2 separate regions of the Anser cygnoides genome follow, and region 2 is linked to region 1. The links are chromatin contacts, called in public Hi-C maps. All regions are on one chromosome and are shown on one strand. The core of a region is the stretch at or near the end of the contact, and the rest is flanking DNA. Distances in the headings are between cores, read along the strand shown. Region 1 overlaps LAMB1 (laminin subunit beta 1). Region 2 holds the start of LAMB1 (laminin subunit beta 1).

Region 1 (5,933 bases), core at 991-3,490:
TCTTTTGGCAAAGCTATCAACTTCTAAAACGAAAGACCAGTTCTCTGTACATGCGTAGTACATGTCTGGAAATGGACTGTGGTCCCTTGTGGAAGGCTGAGTTTGAGGATGTTAGGACTGAATTAAGTGAATCTCTTCATTTTAGCCATCAGATATTTAAACAAGTAGAGTTTGGAACAAGCGGAATTATCCGGTCTCTGTAAATTAAATACTTACAATTACGTGTTTATTTACATTCTGAATGTTGCAGAAAAACAGCCTAAGAGAACTTTTTTTCTCAAAACCAAGCATTTCGCTGCTGCATGGGATTATAAAGTGTGTTGGTCAAAACTCTGAACAAGTGTCCAGCATACCTGGTGTGTTCTTATTTGAAGTAGTGATAGACTAAAACAGTTGAATGCTGGCACTTAGAATGCTGCTGGCACTTAAAATGCCACTGTCACTTCCGCACAAAAACGTATGTCCTTCTGAAAGGATTAACTTAGTATTTAACCTACTTCTTCTTGCATACAAATACCAAAATTTGTTTTGATCTAGTAATGTTAGGGTGCTGGGAGAAGAGGGGCTTGTATAGATCAATTAAAACTATATTAACTTTTTTAAGAGAAAATCTCCGTGTGTGTGTGATTCTCCACACATCATGTTTTCATATTGAAAACTCATCGGGAAAAATCAAGTGCTGATAGAGAAATGAAAAAATGAAGAAAAATTTCATCTTTCTGCTACTTAATCTTGTTTTTAAAGCTTCCATTGTCCAATTCTCTTCAACCTCAAAATGCTAGAACTGGATAGCAAAGCAGCGCTCACAGTTGAGTGTGATAACATGAGGGTTAATCTTCTGCACCTTCCACACACAAGGGCTGCAGCATCAGCTCTGCACATAGTTGAGACGTACTTTGTTCTCTCCTGTTTTCTGTTTTGTGCTCTCTTTGTGTCTCTGCTGTAGCAAGAGAGCTTAATAAATATTTAACATGGCTGGCTGGAGGGTTATATTGGGTTTTGTTTGTCACAAATAGCATCTTTGGAATATCCCTAATGTGTATAGGGAATGTGCCCAATTCCAGTAGCTCACTTGTTTTGCAAGGTGCCTTTTTTTTGTTATGCTTTTCTGCCTTGAAGAAAATCTTAATGTGTGCTGATATTGTACGTGTCCTTTTCCATTATGCCGTTGGAATGATAAATGAAGAAATGCTTTAAAAAAAAATCTGCAAAAGCTACTTGACTTTATGTATAGACAAGATGGTTATGTCACTTTGCCTTTCTTTAGAGCTTCTAATTCAAGTATTGAATTGCTGTCCGTGCTGAGAGATGGAAGAAGATTCAAAGTCAGGTTGAATAGGGCTTTGAGCAACCAGTCTAAGTGGAAGATGTCCAGCCCTCTGCAGGGACCAGGTGATCTTTAAAGGTCCCTTTCAACCCAAACCATTGTGATTCTATGAAATGTACAGTTTCCTTAAGATATCAATTAATCTATATACACCTGTAATACTATTCTTAATTTTGTTTTTATAACCTCTGTTTGAAAAGTAGATGGGAATCAACCAGGGTCTTTAAGCTCATCACCAGGCTAAGAGATAATGCAGTGTATCCTTGAATTAGTGGAGTAAGTGACTTAATGTGGATCTCCTTTCAGGTGGGTGTTAGTAGGATGTTGCTGAAATAAAGCAAAGGCAAGACAATAGAATGAGGGAGGAAGAACACGATTCTCAAAGATCTAGGCATTTCAGAATCACTTCTCCCTATGGGTAAATTCTATTAAGTGTTCATCTGACACTTTGCAAGTTCTAGATAGAAGCCCTGCTCTCTAAGAAATACTTTTGTGTCCACTCCTCCCCTCCCCTCATAATTGTGGCAGTTTTTGACAGTCTTGCTGTGGTTCAGCCTTGGGATTCATCAGTTACAAATTCTCATATGTCATCTTGTTCTTGTTAAATTTTTGGAGTTTGAAACGCTTTGAAGACTGCTACTAAAATTGTACCAGAGATTTGTCTCCCAGACACTTGAAAATAAAAATCAAGGCCTGGGATTGTTATGGTATTGTTACTTCCCAGTATCATTTCTGCTCTAGGTAAATATACGAAGAGTGCTTGTAGAGGTAGGAATAAGCCTGAATGTTACAAAGTTTGCAGATTTTATTTTTAACAGCTGTTAAATGATGCTGCTGTGGTAAGCAATTCCTGTTCTGGATTTTTTTGTTCTAGTGTTTGTAATGTGTGAAGGCTGGATGATGATTTACGTGTGCTGCTCTTCAGTTTCCATAGGTGGCGCTATAATTCAGCTGTAGTTGCCCTGACCAGCTTCTGCTCACAGTCAAGGTGAGGTAAATTGTTGATCAAAGAATACATCCAAATATGTTTCTCAGGTCAGAGTTAGCAGTCAGGATATGTAAATGCCTGTTGCAGATGAGGATGCTAACTTGCACATAAGTTAGTTAATACTACAGACCAATTACTACAATTACTGTGTGGTTGGCTGAAGGTGCGCTGTTCTATAGTAACTTTGAACTTAAGTACACAGTTTATATGAACTGGATATCACTCTTGCACTTCAAAAAAAAAAAGTCTTATTTGTGTTTTGTTAAGTACAAGCTGCTCTTAGGGAGCTTCAGTGTGCTGCTTTAAGAGTCTGTACAACTCCTTAACTGCTTCACATTAAGTGCCCTATGAACTTGGTAGCTTTCTTCTAGAGAGTCTTGATCCTCCAACGATGGTTTATCACATGTGGTTTGCAGAACCCCTTCAGTGCTGACCTCTCAAAAAGTATTTCAGTGAAGTTAAACTTGTTTTAAGCCTAAATGGGTATCATGCAGAGGTTAAATATTCTTTGTGCAGTAAGTAGTAGGGTGCAAATGCTAGCTAACCACACAGATGGTATTTCTTCTTTCACTACTAACTGTTCTGAGTTATCATGCTGTATTTCACAGTAACTGGAACCCCTATTTAGAATTATGCAGTTGGAACCCCTATTTTATTAGATCTCTAGCTATTTTAAAAACAAGATTTGCAGAACCTAAAGGATTAATTGATTTACTTTTTCAGCTACTGAAAACAGCAAGGAACTTAATGAGTCATACGAGGTGCATACAGTGATACAAAAGTACTGTTTATTTTCAATGTCAAAAAGTTACTTGTCTTTGGTTCTGTGACTTAAAAGTCAATATAAAACCTGTTCACTTTATCAGGTCTTAGTGTAATGTCAAAAAAAATCTAGTGTAATACTTGTAAAAAAAAAAAAAAAAATGCCCCATCCTGAACATAAGCATTTTCTGCTTCCTTTTATAAGCAAGTGCTATAAACAGCAACTTTCTGGCTGATTGTCTGTAAGAGGGAGCGAACTGTCTCTTCCAGCTCCACCAGCTGCTTGGCTTTGTCTTCGAGAACTTTTTGATTGTTTTCATATGTATTTTCCAAGTCTGTCAGCAAAGGAAAAGGAAAAACAGTGTAATTAGGTATGTTTTAATGCAGTAAAATATAAATCATAGCTGTTACGGATAAACTACCAAGTTTATTTTCTTGTGGAAGAAAATCTGACCAAAAAAAATAGCAAAGGCTGGAATGGCACCTTTTGTTTCCTTAATGTGGGGACATAAAGCAACATGGAAGTAATTTTCTCTAAGTGGAAAAGGTATACTTTGATTCAAGTTGAAAATAACTGCCATTTGTTTGGTGTTTTGTGTTGACCTGAAATGTCGTGATTATGACAAGCCAAAACTATTCAGTGATTCATTGTAATTGTGCTGGAGCAACTAAGGGGAAGAATAGGTTCCTGGACTGGCAAAAACAGGAGGAAAACTCAGCTTCCTCCCTGGCAGTTACGGGCAGGCTGCCCTCTCCCGCTTCAGTCGACTTTACATGGCAATTGTAAATGTTAAATTCATCTGTAAACTGGAACTGCTGTATCCTAACTGCCTTTTGTTTCAACAGCATTCCAGGGTGGGGGTAAGGGGACTACCGTTTGAAGATGGTGTTCTGGGTAGTCTGTCAAGAAATGGGCTGCTTTTAGTGTTGCCAAATGGGCTAGTCCTCATCCTAATCATGGTAGTTACATTTTAATTCCACCCTGTAAGGATTCTTAGAACACTGAGAGGTGCCATACCAAAAGTTTGTGTCTCACTGTAAATTTTAGCTCTTCTTTTTAATGCAAATCTTTGATTCAAGGCTATGTTGTGTCCCTAATAAGGAAATCTGTTCAAACCTCAGCAACAAAGAATTAATTTCCTTTTTCTTTTCCTGCTGCTGCTGAATACTTGGTTTAACAGCACGCTAGTGCTTTGTATTCTGAAGATAACGACTTGCCTGCTCAGAACAGCCTTACCTTTGAGCAGCTGGAGTTTGCTGTTTGCTTGAGCCAACAGGGCTTTAGCTTCATCTTGCAACATGCCAGCTTTCCTCCTAGCGTCGGCCGACTCCTCTGTTTTCTTGGCAATGAGATCTTCCACCGTTTTGTACTTGCTGTTCAGCTCGGTGTTGAGGACCTGTTGTTCCAGATTCAAACACAAGATGGAGCCGCTCAAAAGACAATGCAAGGGGAGTTGCTCAGTGTTCGGGGTAAGGAGAGCACAGGCTGTAAGCTCAGGTAACAAAGGCAGAAACAGGGTCGGGGGTATATCCTGTTTAATACTCGAGGTTTTAAGGGTTGGCACGAAGGCTCAGTTGCCCTCTTGCAGATCTGTGGCAATTCTACACTTTAATACTTGGCAAGGATTTACAGGATTCAGTTACACAGTTGTGTAACTTGTGGAAGCTATGGCCCCTAGCACAGCTGAGACGGTTAAGGAATTGGCTATGCTTCTGGTTGAACGTATGCGTTTAGGGAGGAATAACCTCGCTGCCCTTTCAGTAAGAAGAGGGCAGCTGCCTGGTTCGCGTAGGTGAAGGTGCTGGAGAAGACATCAGGTTGGCTTCTCAGCTGTGCTTTTTTTCTCTGTGAGGTTAAAGGAGTACTGTCACCCACATGAATTCAACTAACAGGCGAGTTAACATTCTGCAGCAGTGCTGGAAGTCTCTTGGGTTTACTTGACAACCACCTGAAATACTATTTAGTGTTTGGAAATAATTGATTTGATGGATAACGTATCCCTGTCTTGGCAGAAGATCTCTCTCTTGAGACTGATGGGCTAATTCCAGCCAAAAGACTGGAGGAATGAAACTTTCTTTGGCGGATTTGTCACATGTTTTGTTAACGAACATTCTTTTGGTGTTACGAAGGTGTAGAGCAGACACTGGGAGTGCCTGCACGTGGTCAGAGTGAGTTTTGTATCTCTGGTACTTAGAAATGAGACTGGTTTTATACTGAGCTAAGGATTTTTTTTTCTTGCCATTTAATTCTGTATATGCCAAACTTTGATTTGTTTGGCCTGACCATCACTGCAGAAACAAAAATAGAGATTAAAAAAAATTAGCCAATGCATTTGTGGCATATGGTGAAGCTGAGGGACAGAACCAAATCTATGAAAGGCTGACAGCGTGACAGCAAGATGTGTTTTCTACAGCTATTCTAGAAACTGATAAATTCCTAATACTTCTCTTTGTATTTGGTAACAACATGAATAAAAGCAGGTATCTCTGGTAAGTGCATTAAACACTACTTTTGTCCTCAGTGCTTGGTCAATAAATGAAATATATTCAGTAATGTTCCCCTAGCCATACCTGGGGTAAGTTTTATTGGCTTTCCTTTAGCATTTTTCCCAACTTTCTCACCTGCTTAACGTCTTCGGCATTTTGTTTTGCAGTGCCAGCTTTTTCTTCTATCTTATCCACGTTCTCTGAATTTGTAGCAGCCTTTTGCTTAAGATCTTCAACACTCCTCTCTAGCTCAAACAGACGTAAAGTGGCGTTGTTCAGTGTTTCTTCAGATGCTGCATTTTCAGATTCAATCTAATAAAAGGAGGGACAAAGATATGCTTTCAAAAGTTCCTAAATATAATACAAACT
Region 2 (5,933 bases), core at 1,376-3,875, 43 kb after region 1:
TTTTTGTCCTCCTGAAACAACAAGATAACTGGCATTACTGATTTTATCCACGGGCAATAGTTGTTTCCTGCAGATAAGAGTATTTTCCATCCATATCACATTCCTCTGAATTTTGCCTGCAGGAGGCATCGAAGGTGTGGTGTTCGTTTTGTTTTTTTTATAATTGATAAGTGTATTTACCTTTTCGAATTAATGCAAATTGCGCGATGGAAGATATGCCAGGAATTCCATACACTGTGTTTCTATGAGAGCACACTTCCCAGCTGAGCTGCGGGTTCAGGAAATCCCTGCCAGCATGCCGATTCCCCAGCAGAGCTCATAACCAGAGGCAGCATCTCCAGAAAATCCCTGAACCGAAACGTACGCACGCAAAACTGCACCTTCAAAAACTTGAGTGATGTAACCCTGGCTTTTAGGAGCTAGCTTTGAGATGTAAGTTCTCCACGGTAGGGACATCCCCATGGAGTCTCAATGCACGTATAGCCCACCGGTGATTCACTGACCGGGTCTTTTTCCTGTAGGGTTAGCTCTATGCTGAATCCAGCTTTTCAGGCTCCTACCTACACCGCATCCACGCACCTTCAGCTGTGACTGCAATCTCAAGCTAAGCACGCAAACCCAGCCTGCACACCCTACAAGACAGCTGGGTACACGCCTGGCACGTGTTTTTTTGGGAAAATGGACAAGCGCTTCTTCACCAAAAGGACAAAAACCCACCGTGACTTTTGCTATATACACTACTTTTACACAGGGCTGCCAAAACCATGCAAAGCTTGCAAGGTAAGACTCGAGCTGAACCGAAAGGGAGGGTTTCTGCCAGAAATTAACCACGTGTGGCAGTGCAGGGGGGGCAGAGGGGCTCCTAACGCTGCAGGGGCGCCCAGCCCCGGCACAGCAGCAGCCGAGCGCTGTGGGCTCCATCCCTGCAGCGCGGCTGGGGAGACGGACGCGCGGTGCTTTGCCAGCCAGGAACACGTGAGCTGGCAGGTCTGTGCCACGCTGATTTCCCATTTCACTGAGTCCTGCGGGGCTGGGAAGGCGCCCATGCCCTCCCGTCCCCTCTCATCCCATCCCGCAGCATCGGCCCCCTGCAGCCACTCGTCCTTCTCCCACCGAATCGCTGCCCAACACCGAAAGGTCCCGTCCTGCCAAGTGCTCGGCCCCGTGTGATGAAGGGGACGCTCGGCACCTTCCTGCGCCCACAGCCTGGCAGATTTCCTCAGTACCGCCTGCGGTTCGGAACTAAGCGGGGACATATCAGACAAACACCGAAACGGGGCTGCGAGATCGGGAACGAGGGCGCGTTAAAACCATCTGAGGCGGCGCTTTTAACATAAACCACCTGGGAACTTCAGCATTTTCTGGGACAATGAAACTAACAAGGCGCCTTTGTTACTTCTTTGTGGGAGAGATGCACAGAAACCAACCCCAACGTGTGCCGAAAACGTTGCAGCGAGGCTACCCCCCGTGTTAAACCCACCGTTACCTCCGGCAGACAGAGCAGCGCGGCAACACCGGGCGGCGGGGAGATTTGGAACTTCAGGGCACAAACGGGAGGCGTCCCCCTTCCCGGTGTCAGGATCCGTCCCCATTGTCTCGGCAGCTCCTTCAGCCTGGGGTTATTCCCTCACTTTCCACCTAACCCAGCGGAGATCCCGCTCCCATCCGCCACCCCTCGCGTCTCGCGGACCTTAAATACTCTCCTGTAAACGTCTCTTAAAGGCTGTGCCTTCCACCAGGCGAGCCTATCTGCCTCCTTTTACTCGGAGGCCATACAGATGCAGTTATATGACGAGAACAGCGGCCAAGACGTTATAACCGGCTCCTACCGACCACTTCCAATCAGGAAGCTGTCTAGACGGCTCCGCGTTAAGGCTGTAAAAAAAACCCCCGAGCATTAATTGCACTCACCCCCGGTGTTAATTGCACTTACCCCGAGCGTTAACAGGACTTACCCCGGCTCTTCGTTCCCGTTAAGCCCCGGGGGGGGCTCCCCCAAACGCGGCACCGGCCCCGCCGCGTCCCCCCCGTCGGGGCTCGGCTGGCTCCTGGGGGGGGGAGCTCGGTGCCCCCGGCCCCCCCGACGCCCCCCCCCCGCCGTCGGGGGGCTCACCTGGAGGTGGCTGACGATGCAGTAGGGCTCGGGCTGGCGGAGGCCACACGTGGAGGAGGCGGAGAGGCGGGCGGCGCGGCCGATGAGGAGGTCGCCGGTGGCGGGGTAGCAGCTGCCCTCGGCGCAGCCGGAGCTGTACTCGGGCTCCTGAGCCGCCGCGACCCACAGCGCTGCGGGGCCGGGGTCGGGGGGACACGGAGAGAGGGGAGAGAAGAAGAAGAAGAAGAAGGGGGGACACGAGGTGAGGCCGGGCCCGCAGCCCCCTGCCCCGACGGCGGTGGGAGCGGGGCCGGGCGGCGGTTACCGAGGTAGAGCGGGAGGAGCGCCATGGCGGGCACCGACGGCACCGGGACGGGACGGGACGGGACGGGACGGGACGGGACGGGACCCCCGCTCCGGAAGCTCCCCCGCCGCCGCTTGGCTCCACGCAGGCGCCGCAGCTTCCCCGCGGCTCCCCGGGAGCGGCTCCGAGCCGCCGGGCGGCCCCCCCCGGCCCTCCCCCTCGTCCCCTCCCCGCCGAGCTCCCGGCCCGACGGCGGGGCGGGCCCGGCCCGGCCCCTTCCCTCCTTCCCTTCCCTTCCCCTCTTCCCGCTGCTGCCCGGGCCGTGGGGAAGGGGCTGTGGGGAAGGGGGGAGCCCGGGGGGAGAGGCTGGGGCGAGGGGGAACGACCTGAGGGGGGAGAGGAGGGGACCCCCCCCGACCCCCCGGGGGAGCGGGCACCACCGACGGGGCCACCAGAAAGCGCTCGCTGTGGGACTGGGGGTGCTTGGCCACATTCTGCCTCCTGCCCGGGCCCCCAGCCGGGCTGGGGGGGCTCAGCACCCCGCAGGGAGCCCCCACCGCTGCTGGGGGTGGATGGAGGGGGCCACCCTGCGTGGCGAGGCCGCTGGCGCGGTGAAGGGCCACAGCCACCGCGTGCAATGCTCGATGGCCACCGAGCAGCCCGAGGGGCCACCAGCCCGTTTGCCATCAGGTTGAGGCCACCGAGCAGCCCGAGGGGCCACCAGCCCGTTTGCCATTAGGTCGAGGCAGTGCTGGGATGGAGATGGCGGGGCGAGCGGGGCAGTTTGTTGTTTCAGGGGGATCTCGTCCGCCTGCCTGTCCATCTGCGTTTGCCCTCCTGCTGCTCTCAGGAAACGGTGAAGCCGGCGTGGAGGTTGGAAATGGAGGTCTCCGGAGCACAGCCCTGGCTTGGCACACACTGAAATGGGCGCCCACGTTCACACGTGTGAGCTTTGCTAGTGCGCGCGTAGTGCGTGAGCTGGCGTGTAAACCTTCACCAGGTACCGGAGTGCCTCGGGAACACTTTGCCCTCGCTGTTTGCAGTCCCTGAATGGAAACACGCGGCGGGCTGTGTGTCCCACAAAACCCTGCCGGGTAGGTAAATATGCTCGCTCTCGTTTTACAGATGGATAAGCAGAAACAGAGAGATACCGAGCGACTTGCCCTAAAGGTTAAACACCACGTCCGAAACATAACCCAGGGCCCTCGACTGAAGAAGCGGTGGCTGTGTTTCATTAAAGATACCCAGGAAATTAAACCATTCTAGCTGGCAGGGCAGGTATTGTTATTCTAAACCTCTTTTGCAACGTGGTCTTTTGAATTCACGAAACTCATAGAATTTCACAATCCTGTCGTGTAAATCACAGCATGGCTTTGCATTTAAGTATCAATCCAACAAATATGTTTATCCTACTCAGAAAAAATGTTTTACTCTGCTGTGGTTGGCGAGCTGTACCAGTAAACGGCAGAAAGGCAGCGGTGCTCTGCAGCATCCTCCCTGTGCATGTGCAACAGCAGCGTGTTTCACTTCCACTGGGTTCTTTTCTGTCCCATATTTTTTCAATTTTTTTATTGAAATATTCTCCTCCTTTTTCTGTTTCTTAGTCTTGCAGAACTGCTGTCCTCCCCTTAATCTAAATGGGCTAAGCTTGCTCTGTGGAGCACTTCATGCTGTGGTCAGGCTGCTGGCACTGCTGGTGTTGTGTTTCTGTGTGGCTGGAAGTTTCCTCCAAGAACCACGTTCGGAGTTGTCTCTGACCTCAGTGGGACCCGATTTATCGCCTGTTCTCTTGTACTACCGCAGTGGTTGAACACCCAGCAATCAGAGCTGGCGAAACCACATTTGATTAAATGTCTGTGATTGCATGTGGCATTGGTTAAATGTTGTTTGTATTGTGTTTGATATCATCGAAGTCAAAATGCTGTATAAGAAGATACCTATTTCATTATTTTTTTTTCAATAAACATTTTTCGGAAGCCACTTCTATCCGCAAGAAAGAGAACTGGAAGGAAGAGCTACAAACAGGTGGTTTTGAACCAGATCAAGCATTTTCACAGAGATTGACTTTTCAAAAATACTTTAAAAGGTTTTGTGCCGCTTCCAGCAGGGAATGCTACCCAGTTTTAAACCTCAGCAGTTGTCACAAATGGACCTGGGGGCCTGTGGCTACCTGTCCCACTTGGTTGGTGTGCTCTGAGCACACAACTGGGACTCTGTGCAGGCTTTCTTCTTCCCATTCCTGCTTTTCTCCCAGCAATTTCTGTTCCTCCCATGGATACATTTCCTCTCCAGGCCTGTTTTACTGCCTTGTGTTCAAGGACATTTCATCCTGGCAGCCATGTGGCAACTACCTCGCTGAGCAGCCCAGGCAGCAGTGGCATTTTAAGATGAAATTTGTCAGGTTTCTGCTTGTGAATTCAGATTTTTAAAGCCGTGAATGAAGCACTTTTGTTTTATACACAATTGAAATTTTAATGTGAGAGCTCCGGCTTGCCTTGCTCAGGTGCAGTGTAGCAGCCACATTTAAACCTGCAGGAAATCCGAGCTCCTTCCCTGGCATTACCTGGAGACCTTCACGTGAGCAGCTAGCTGAGCTGTGCCCTCTGGCTGTTAGAGGTGCTCAGTTTAATCATGGCAAAGTCAATCTGTCATACGCTCGTCTGATTACAGCCTAGTGACTTGCGAAGAAACCTTGCACCTCACAGGTGGATTTTTTTTTAAGTGCTAAAATTCAGAAAAAAAGCTAAATTCTGCACACACCTGCATTGAAGTGCCATCGCTGGATTATATCAAGGTTTTGATTTGGCAGCAAAGTTTTTGATTTTCACAGCAGGAGCTGCTACACGGGTAATCACGTGGCAAGCACGCACTGCTTGGCGCTCCAGGAACATCCCTGAGATCTCCTCCACGCCGGCAGCTCCCAGCCAAGCCCCCCACCACGTGCAGGCGCTGCTTTGGCTCTCCTAACTGCGGAGGTTTTATCTCCCATGGATCGACACGAGGTTGCCCTCAGGTAAGGCTTGTTCTGGATGTGCTGCTGGCACAGGGCTGCCTCCGGGCTCTCTGGGGCCGGTGTCAAGCAGTCCAGACGGGGACGGGGGACGAGGTGACTCCTTTTTACAGAGGAAAAGCCAGCGTTACTCTGCTCAGCTTCCAGAATACCAAGGGCAGGATTTCGAAATGGAGGCTTTGCTCCCTTCAGCCTTTTTAAAACCCTAGCCCTGCTGTAGTATTTACCTGTCCCCAGTCTCCTTGTTAAATCAAACACAAGTTCTAAAATTTAGGACAAATCCTGTGGTGTTGTGTATGGCTACGAGACACAGCTGTGTGAACCCTGACTCCTGTGCAGCACTGTGTGCGGGCTGCATTGATGAAAATCATGGGCAACCCCTCGCTGAACGTACAAAAAAGAGGTATTGCAGGAGGGGAAGCGAGCATGGAGCTGATTTCAGTATTGAGCATCTGTGCACTGCCATCCAGTGGGCGCTAGGGACTTTGCTCCCTGTCACCCACCTCTTCAGGTGGCCCGGCATTGCC

The links. A called contact is a pair of places that touch in the nucleus more often than the background predicts.
Region 2: a Hi-C map of granulosa cells shows a contact between it and region 1, with 1.8 times the contacts expected there. The contact joins the promoter of LAMB1 here to the enhancer-like site in region 1. A contact is called at or near these places in 4 of 7 Hi-C or Micro-C datasets (fetal liver, granulosa cells and liver).

Annotation. Positions count from the first base shown.
Region 1 is chr1:15,747,046-15,752,978 of Taihu_goose_T2T_genome, forward strand. It overlaps LAMB1 (laminin subunit beta 1), which reads right to left. Exons shown (of 33, transcript XM_048068535.2): 31 at 5,700-5,876; 32 at 4,315-4,474; 33 at 3,082-3,412. The coding sequence ends at 3,276. It overlaps DLD (dihydrolipoamide dehydrogenase), which reads left to right. Exons shown (of 14, transcript XM_048068536.2): 14 at 1-980. The coding sequence ends at 27. Among named protein-coding and RNA genes, the nearest start is that of DLD, 17 kb to the left of the region's middle. Within about 2 kb of position 2,241, at least 1 of the 3 cell types and tissues checked has open chromatin away from gene starts, as enhancers often do.
Region 2 is chr1:15,789,583-15,795,515 of Taihu_goose_T2T_genome, forward strand. LAMB1 (laminin subunit beta 1) reads right to left here and starts at 2,626. Exons shown (of 33, transcript XM_048068535.2): 1 at 2,418-2,626; 2 at 2,114-2,283; 3 at 1-11. The coding sequence starts at 2,442. It overlaps LOC106042017 (a long non-coding RNA gene), which reads left to right and starts at 11. Exons shown (of 7, transcript XR_010828393.1): 1 at 11-432; 2 at 522-2,354; 3 at 3,193-3,396; 4 at 3,522-3,674; 5 at 4,001-5,409.